Linked DNA regions of Anas platyrhynchos: region 1 is linked to region 2. Evidence: chromatin contacts called from public Hi-C data. All regions are on one chromosome and are shown on one strand. Each heading gives the region's core, a stretch centred on a gene start, on an enhancer-like site or on the middle of the called end of the contact. The rest is flanking DNA. Distances are from core to core; before and after follow the strand shown. Region 1 has its middle 25 kb from the start of SPMIP3. Region 2 overlaps SDCCAG8 (SHH signaling and ciliogenesis regulator SDCCAG8).

Region 1 (3,317 bases), core at 343-2,842, 380 kb before region 2:
TTTAATCTATTTTTTTTTTACTTGTACAAACTGATTTGCTTAATATAGTCTTATGCAGCTGTAACCGAGAATAAAATTAGATCTTGGTCTGCTAATTGGGGCCCTGACCCAGAGGAGCAGTTAAGCACACGCTTAGTGTGAAGTATGGGAGCTGTTCCCCCGAGTCAGCAAGGGTACGCCTGAGCTTTGGGTTAAGCACCCTTTCAAGGATTTGGAGCATACAGTTCACAAGGGCTGGTATCTAACCTCCTCCCTTTCCTGCTTTCGTACATCAAACATCCAAATATCTTCATGTGAAAATAGTGTTTCAGAGGGGAGCGCTACAGCTTTTCTACCTTCCACGGAGAAAAATTGGCCTCCAAATTAAAGGTTGAGTTTCAGCTTAGGAGAACCGCCAGAGCACAGACAAAGACATCTCTCCTTTACTTACCTCCATCCCTGTAGCACCGGGTGTGCGTGGTTGTGCCTGCAAGGGAGGAATTAGAGCGAGGTATTTGGGGGAAAGTCTGTGGTTCATTGCGTTGCATGTTGTATGAGGCCAAAGGACTGGATTTTAATTTAAACGATTAATTTAGAGGGAAGTAATAAAACAGAAAATCGAGTAAAGATTTATTTGCCCCCAAAAAACTCTGAAATGTCTCCTATTTTTAGAATGCTCTGCAAATGCTTTTCATGCAAATGTACACGCACGTATACATACGTATGTATATCTCTGTTATGTAAATCATCGCTGGCTTCTTATTCACTGTGTTAACGAGCTTTGAAAAGGCTTTGACATTTCCTTCTCTGTGCAGGGATTTCTGTTTTTTAAAGAAATAATTAAAGCCGTGTATCATAAAGGTATTTTTAAGCAGCAAGACTCTGATAGCTGTATTCAGGCTGAATGTGATCTCATTGTGCGAGCGGTACGCTGAATCCCGACCGACCTCCCATCCCTGGCTTACAGCTGGCGCCCAAGTTCCTTGCTGATCTGGTGTGATGTGGGTGCTCTGTGGGGTTGGGTTTGTTCCCTGGGAGCCAGGAGCTCCACAGCATCTCACTGGCAGCCACAGGGTGGGAATTACACCGTCACTTTCAATGGCAGTCCTTCACCCAGCAGAGCTCTACCTGATGTGTTTAGAAGTGAGGGCTTTCCAAAGAGCCTTCTTCTTCAGGTGAGGCGAGCCCTGCTTTGTTCCAGAGCTGGGAGCCCGAGGAGCCAGGCAGGTGCTGTAGGTGATTTCACCAAACATTTCCCCACAGAAAGGGTGCTTGAAGGGTGGCTGTACTAGGGATTCGCTCAGTCTCCCCACCCTGCCAAAAAGCCCAGATCTGGCCCCTGGGGCCATGGGGCAGCCTTTGCCTGTGGGGCAGAGTCACACTGAGTCCCGTGTCCTTGCTGTGCCCAATCCACAGCCACCGCTCCAGTGATGGCACCGGGTGGGTGCCAGCACCAGCTCTGGGTGCTCAGCACCCACCTGGGTGCATCTTCTGGAGCGAAAATTCGGTTCTTCGAGTCACCGTGTGAACCTCCATCCTGCTGGCAGGGAGTCAGGAGATGACTACTGCGGACCTCTTCAGTGCAAAACCACCTCTTATAAAGTCATCAAAACCCAGCGGGAAGCCAAGAATTCCTGAGGCTGGATTGCGTCCCAGAGTGTCCAGTAAGCAAAGATGTACATTACACGTATGCCTAAAATGGAAACACGAGCTGGTGCTCGCTTCCACAGCTTCAAAGGCAGCAGCCAGCACATTCTTTCTGGAGCCCAAATGCTGGTCCCAGCACACAGCCCGTGATGGGGATCAAAGGTGAGCACCAGGTCCCAGCCCGCAGGCGCTGGAGCATCTGCAGTGCAGCAGCCAGCTCGGGAGAGCTGCACACGGAGCTGTCGGCTCCCACCACATCTGTATGAGGGCTAGAACGTGCAGCAGCCAGAAAACATCTTGGCATATCAGATTTATTTTTTTTTTCTGTAACTGGAAGGATGTTTCTTAGTAGCAGCTTCTGCCCATGTCCGTCAGCTGCTTTGTGTGACTTTCCTTTTCACTTTCAGCTGTCTGTACTGAGTGCCAAAGGAAATGAAAAGGGATTATTTTACACCCAAGTCATATATCCCATAAGAAAGGGAGCACCCTGCTGTGCCAGCTAGTGGTTTCTATACAGCGGCAATGCATAGAAAACAGATACTGACTTTGAAAAGTAAAACTCTCCAGGGAGTTGCTGCTCTCCCTGAGGAAATACCATTTACTGTGCACCAGCTCCATTTGTCTGAGGGACATTTCTAGCATGTTTCCTGGATTTTAATGTGGTGCAGGTTGTCACAGCACACCAAGACAGAGAACAATGGGCTCAGAGGATTGGACATTGTGGTTATAAATACTGTTTTATTTAGGAAGACTAGTGAAGGAGCAGGCAGTGGGGACCAGTCAGGTAAGAGGCAGAGCAGTGTTGTTACTCACCATGGATGTCCCTCTTGGTGTACCTGGACTAAGGAGGGATGGTCACCCCTGTGCTGGGTTTTTGCTGGGATTTCAGCCCTGAGCTCTGGCCAGAGAGGTGAAACCAAGCAGTTTCCATGTCATCTGCGTTCTGTGAATATCCATCCCTCCTGCTCAAAAAGAAAGAAAAAAAAAAAAAGTAGAAGGAAAGGAGAAGAAAGAAAGCCTCACATTTTCTGTGGCATCTCAAGCTGGGGGGAAAGGCCAAGATAAATGGATACTTTCAAGGTCATTAGCTTGTGGAGCTCACAGTTTGTATCGCCCTGCCAGAGCTCTGCTTGGAGAGGTTATAAATGTTTTTCAGCTGGAGCAGGGAGCTCATTGTTGGAGTTTGGATCCTCTGCTTGGCTGACAGTGAAAAATCCCAATTCTGGTGGAGCAGGCCCCCCCTCCCGCCTGGAAGGTCTTTTGTCTATTCATCTGTAGCAGAAAACACAATGAATTAGATGTGCAATCGCAGATACTGCAGTGCCTTGCCAGCCTGGATGCCACCACCAGAAACGCTCCTGGGCAGCTGACCTTCCTGGCGGCCCAGCAAAAGAAACACAAGGTGAAGGTGTTTCCTGCCCAAGGAAATTACCTTGAAATGACGGCCAGCCCTCTCCCATCTCACCCTCTGGCAGCCCCATGAGCTGTGGTGGAGGGAGTGAGGGATGGACAGAGCCAGAAACGTGGGGCAGGGAGCAGGCTGCTGGTCCTCACCCCGGCAGATGTGGGTGCTGCCCTGCAGTGGGACGGGGGCAGGTGAGTGTTTTGCAGCCTCTGAAGCAGGGGCTGCCACCACCCTGCCAGACTGTCCACATTTCTTCAGCCTTTTCTGACTGCTCTGCCACCCAGCA
Region 2 (3,528 bases), core at 796-3,295:
TTGCAGCTATGAGAAATAAAATCCTGATAACTAACGTGGGCTGACAGAGCTCAGCTCACTCCTCTTAGCAGGCCTGCTGCTCTGAGGAAGCAAACTGGTACAGAAAATGTGGAGCGGTATAAAAAGTTCTACTACTGGGAATCCCAGTCCCAGGGATTTTTCTCGTGAAAAGAGGTCAAAGAGTATATTGACGACTGATGATCCTCACTGATCATTGGAGATGGCTGACAGAGGAAAGCAAAGCTATAGCAGCAGCCATACCGTAACTGCAATTAGACATTTCTTTGTTATATACTGCAGGGCTCCATATGAATGTGTTTCCTCAAAAACATTGAGTCTAGTAAGTCTAGATTGTCATAAAAACAATGATGTTCCTCCTGAACAAGTCAGAAAATTATTATCAAAGCAAGCCCTAAAGTAATATTTCACTCCCTCCTCATATACCTATTTTCACATCAGTGCACTGCATGTCAAAAAGAAAGAACGAACGAAAGAAGGAAAAAAGGAAAGAGAACTATATATTAGAAGGAGTTCGGTTATAGTGGAAGGTTATCACAAAATGTTTGTTTTTCTTAAGGCTTTCTTGTCCAAAAGCAATTTTTTTTTCCTGTTACTCTCAAGGCCATTATTCAAGGTCAGACTAGGTATGAAAATAGTATCCTAAGAATTTCAAGCTGTCTGCGTTTTTTTTTTTTTCTCCTCCTCGACAAACAGCACTCAAATTTGCTTATTAACTTAATTTCTTTTAAAAACAGAACTTGCAAAGGATCTTTGTAATTAATGGGGTCACAAAATCTTCAGTATAAAAATGAGCATTCTTCTAACAGTTCTTCTAACTACTGGTGTGTAATCCTAACCCATCTTCAACAGGGTTATCAAATCTTGCAGTTTTATTGAATTTCAAAACATCTGGTGATATTCTAAGTGTCCCAGCTTGTGAAAAGCCTAATCTTTTAAAGCCTGACTCATAGAAGTCTGATATCTGTTCATAAGGCGACATTTCAGGGAATCAGTGTCTTCAGAAGATCCTATTTGTTTTGCATCAGACACGCTCTCAGCATTTCCAGGATATACACCCAAATTCTCGACCTGTTTTATTTCTGATGAAGACAGTCAGTAATCTCTCCATTTATAATGTCTAAATTAGGTTACTATAAATCATGGGTTTATGACAAATGAGATAAACATTCCCAAAATACCTTTTGGCAAAATGCTTTTGGACTGCAATTTTGCCAGATTTTTATTTGTCTGCAGAATTGTCATTCAGTCTATAGTGCATATAGACATCATTTACGTTCTGTCATACAACACATAAATGCAGTCATGTACAGCTCTTTCCATGTGTAGAGGTTGCGCATATCAGTGACTCTAGTATCTCTTTATTTGGGCTCAGAAGCTCATGCACATTATGTACAGACAACTTGTTAAACTCTGAGGAAGGGGAAGTATAGTATGTCTGGAGCTTTTCATTCTGTCACCTACAAGGTACACAGCAGAATTCTGCTACCCCCTGCTTCAAACTACAGTTGGAGAATTTTATAAAGATGGTATTAAAAATGTTTGTTTTTCAGTTTAAGAGCAGAAGCTTCAATTTCTACAAAAAGTATTTTTTCAGTATTCCATGGTAAAAATAAAATTTAAAGGATTGATTTTATGAAGTTGGATTGAACACATCTTGTTGCTTTATTTGAAGGCCCTAACTCCCACTGGTCTCACACCACCACTCAGAACTCTCTAATAAGGAAGATGCCCAAACTGGCAGGGACTATGTAAACCAGTAATACAAACTTCTACATGCTCAAGCTTGGAAAATTTTATAAACCAAATGAAAATGATTTACAGTCAAATAGAAAGCAAATGATTAATAGTAGACTTAATTTTTATTTCTATAATGCAGTGCAGAAAAGAGCAAGTAATGCAAATCTGAGAAAGAAACAACTTCATATTTCCAGAAGAAAAATTTTCTACCAGAAATGCACAAATCATGCCATGCAGTGCTTCCAAATTCACAGAAAAAGTATTACAAAAGTGAAGTCCCTCAGTGTCAAACATGCCACAATTTTTGCTCTGATAACAGCTATTTAGGCTAGGGCGTGACTTTCCTCTGATAAAGCTGTGCTAGTACAACCCCTAGTGTGGACACTGTTTACTGCCATGAAGGCATTACACCCGTGTAACTTATAATACTTCACCTTCTTAGGAAGAACAAGTATTTTATTTCAGCACAGCTACATCCACAACGGGAGAGCTGAGACAGAAAAAGAGAGGGCAGTAGGTTATGCTACTTTATAATCTACTGGGCCAGATGAACAGATGCAGTTTTTGTGTTGAGAAACTGTGGTATATGCCTTCCCCCTCCCTCCTCCGGCCCAAATCCTAACGTTAATCAGGATCATGATGGATGATATCACAAAATACCTATTCAATTTAAATGGTAGCATTGATCATTGCTTCTTTATCTTAAGATATAAATATATCAAATGTTAGTAACAGGTAGTCTTACCAAAGTGCTAATATTTGAAATTAGTCCCAGTTGAGTAATAAATATAGAAAAGTACACATTAAGAAAAAAACAGCACAAAAGACCAAATATATAATTTCCTTTAATTTTCCTAAAGGATACAAATTCATTTTCAAAGAAATTTATAGATAAACTAAAGATGATACTTATCTGATCATTCCAAATTGTACATATGGGAATTTATGACTGTTCTGACACACCTGGATAACATTAATCCTTTTTAGGAAGTCATTACCTATCAACTAAAGTACAGCTTGAAAACTAAAATTTATCTGTGTAATTAAAAAAAATACAATCACATCAAGAAACAGGAAACATATTCAATGTATCAAAAGTGAACTTGAAAAATGTATTTTTCTTTTTAAACAGTAAATGCATAGTGACACTGTTTATACACTATTGTCTCTCTACTTTTAAAAAATAAATACGTATTTATTATGAACAGATGGTGGCCAAGGAAGGTATCAACTCTGTGTCTTAGCCAGAAGGTCAGGTCATGGCTGAGAGACCAAAGAACAATTACTGTTTGCTATTTGCTGCCATATAAGCTGAAACATTTTAGGGTTTTCTTTAAATACAAAACTAAATGTGATTAAGCTGTTTTCATTTCATTTATAGGAAATGATTTGCAATAACTAAACTTTTTTTTTTTTTTTAAGCAAAGTTAGTGAATGATACTAAAAAAACAACTCATTTTGGTTACCTTTTAACATAATATTATTTAATAGGTATTAATATTAGTAATACCTACACAGAACTTTCTTGACTATTAGAGTCGCAGCTATAAACCAGCTGCTAGATACTGAGCCTAAGTATTTTAAAAATAGTTTGTTTTCCTTCCCCCCCCCCCTTCTTTTAAAAAGGAACCAACAATCATATGTGAACTACATAATTACTTCAGATAATTACTGAATTACTCTAATAATCTTTACTGATAGGGAGTCCCCCTCCCATCATTTTACTTTAATTATATCAAATTATAAATTACCACATTTTGGTGTATTCAT

The links. Hi-C and Micro-C count contacts between places; a contact is called where the count stands out from the background.
Region 1: a Hi-C map of small yellow follicle shows a contact between it and region 2, with 4 times the contacts expected there. The contact joins two enhancer-like sites. A contact is called at or near these places in 5 of 8 Hi-C or Micro-C datasets (liver, skeletal muscle, small yellow follicle and 1 more).

Annotation. Positions count from the first base shown.
Region 1 is chr3:30,691,491-30,694,807 of IASCAAS_PekinDuck_T2T, reverse strand. No RefSeq gene overlaps it. Among named protein-coding and RNA genes, the nearest start is that of SPMIP3, 25 kb to the left of the region's middle. Within about 2 kb of position 1,592, at least 2 of the 8 cell types and tissues checked have an H3K27ac peak or open chromatin away from gene starts, as enhancers often do.
Region 2 is chr3:30,313,423-30,316,950 of IASCAAS_PekinDuck_T2T, reverse strand. The region is part of intron 11 of SDCCAG8 (SHH signaling and ciliogenesis regulator SDCCAG8); the gene reads right to left. Among named protein-coding and RNA genes, the nearest start is that of CEP170, 31 kb to the right of the region's middle. Within about 2 kb of position 2,045, at least 3 of the 8 cell types and tissues checked have an H3K27ac peak or open chromatin away from gene starts, as enhancers often do.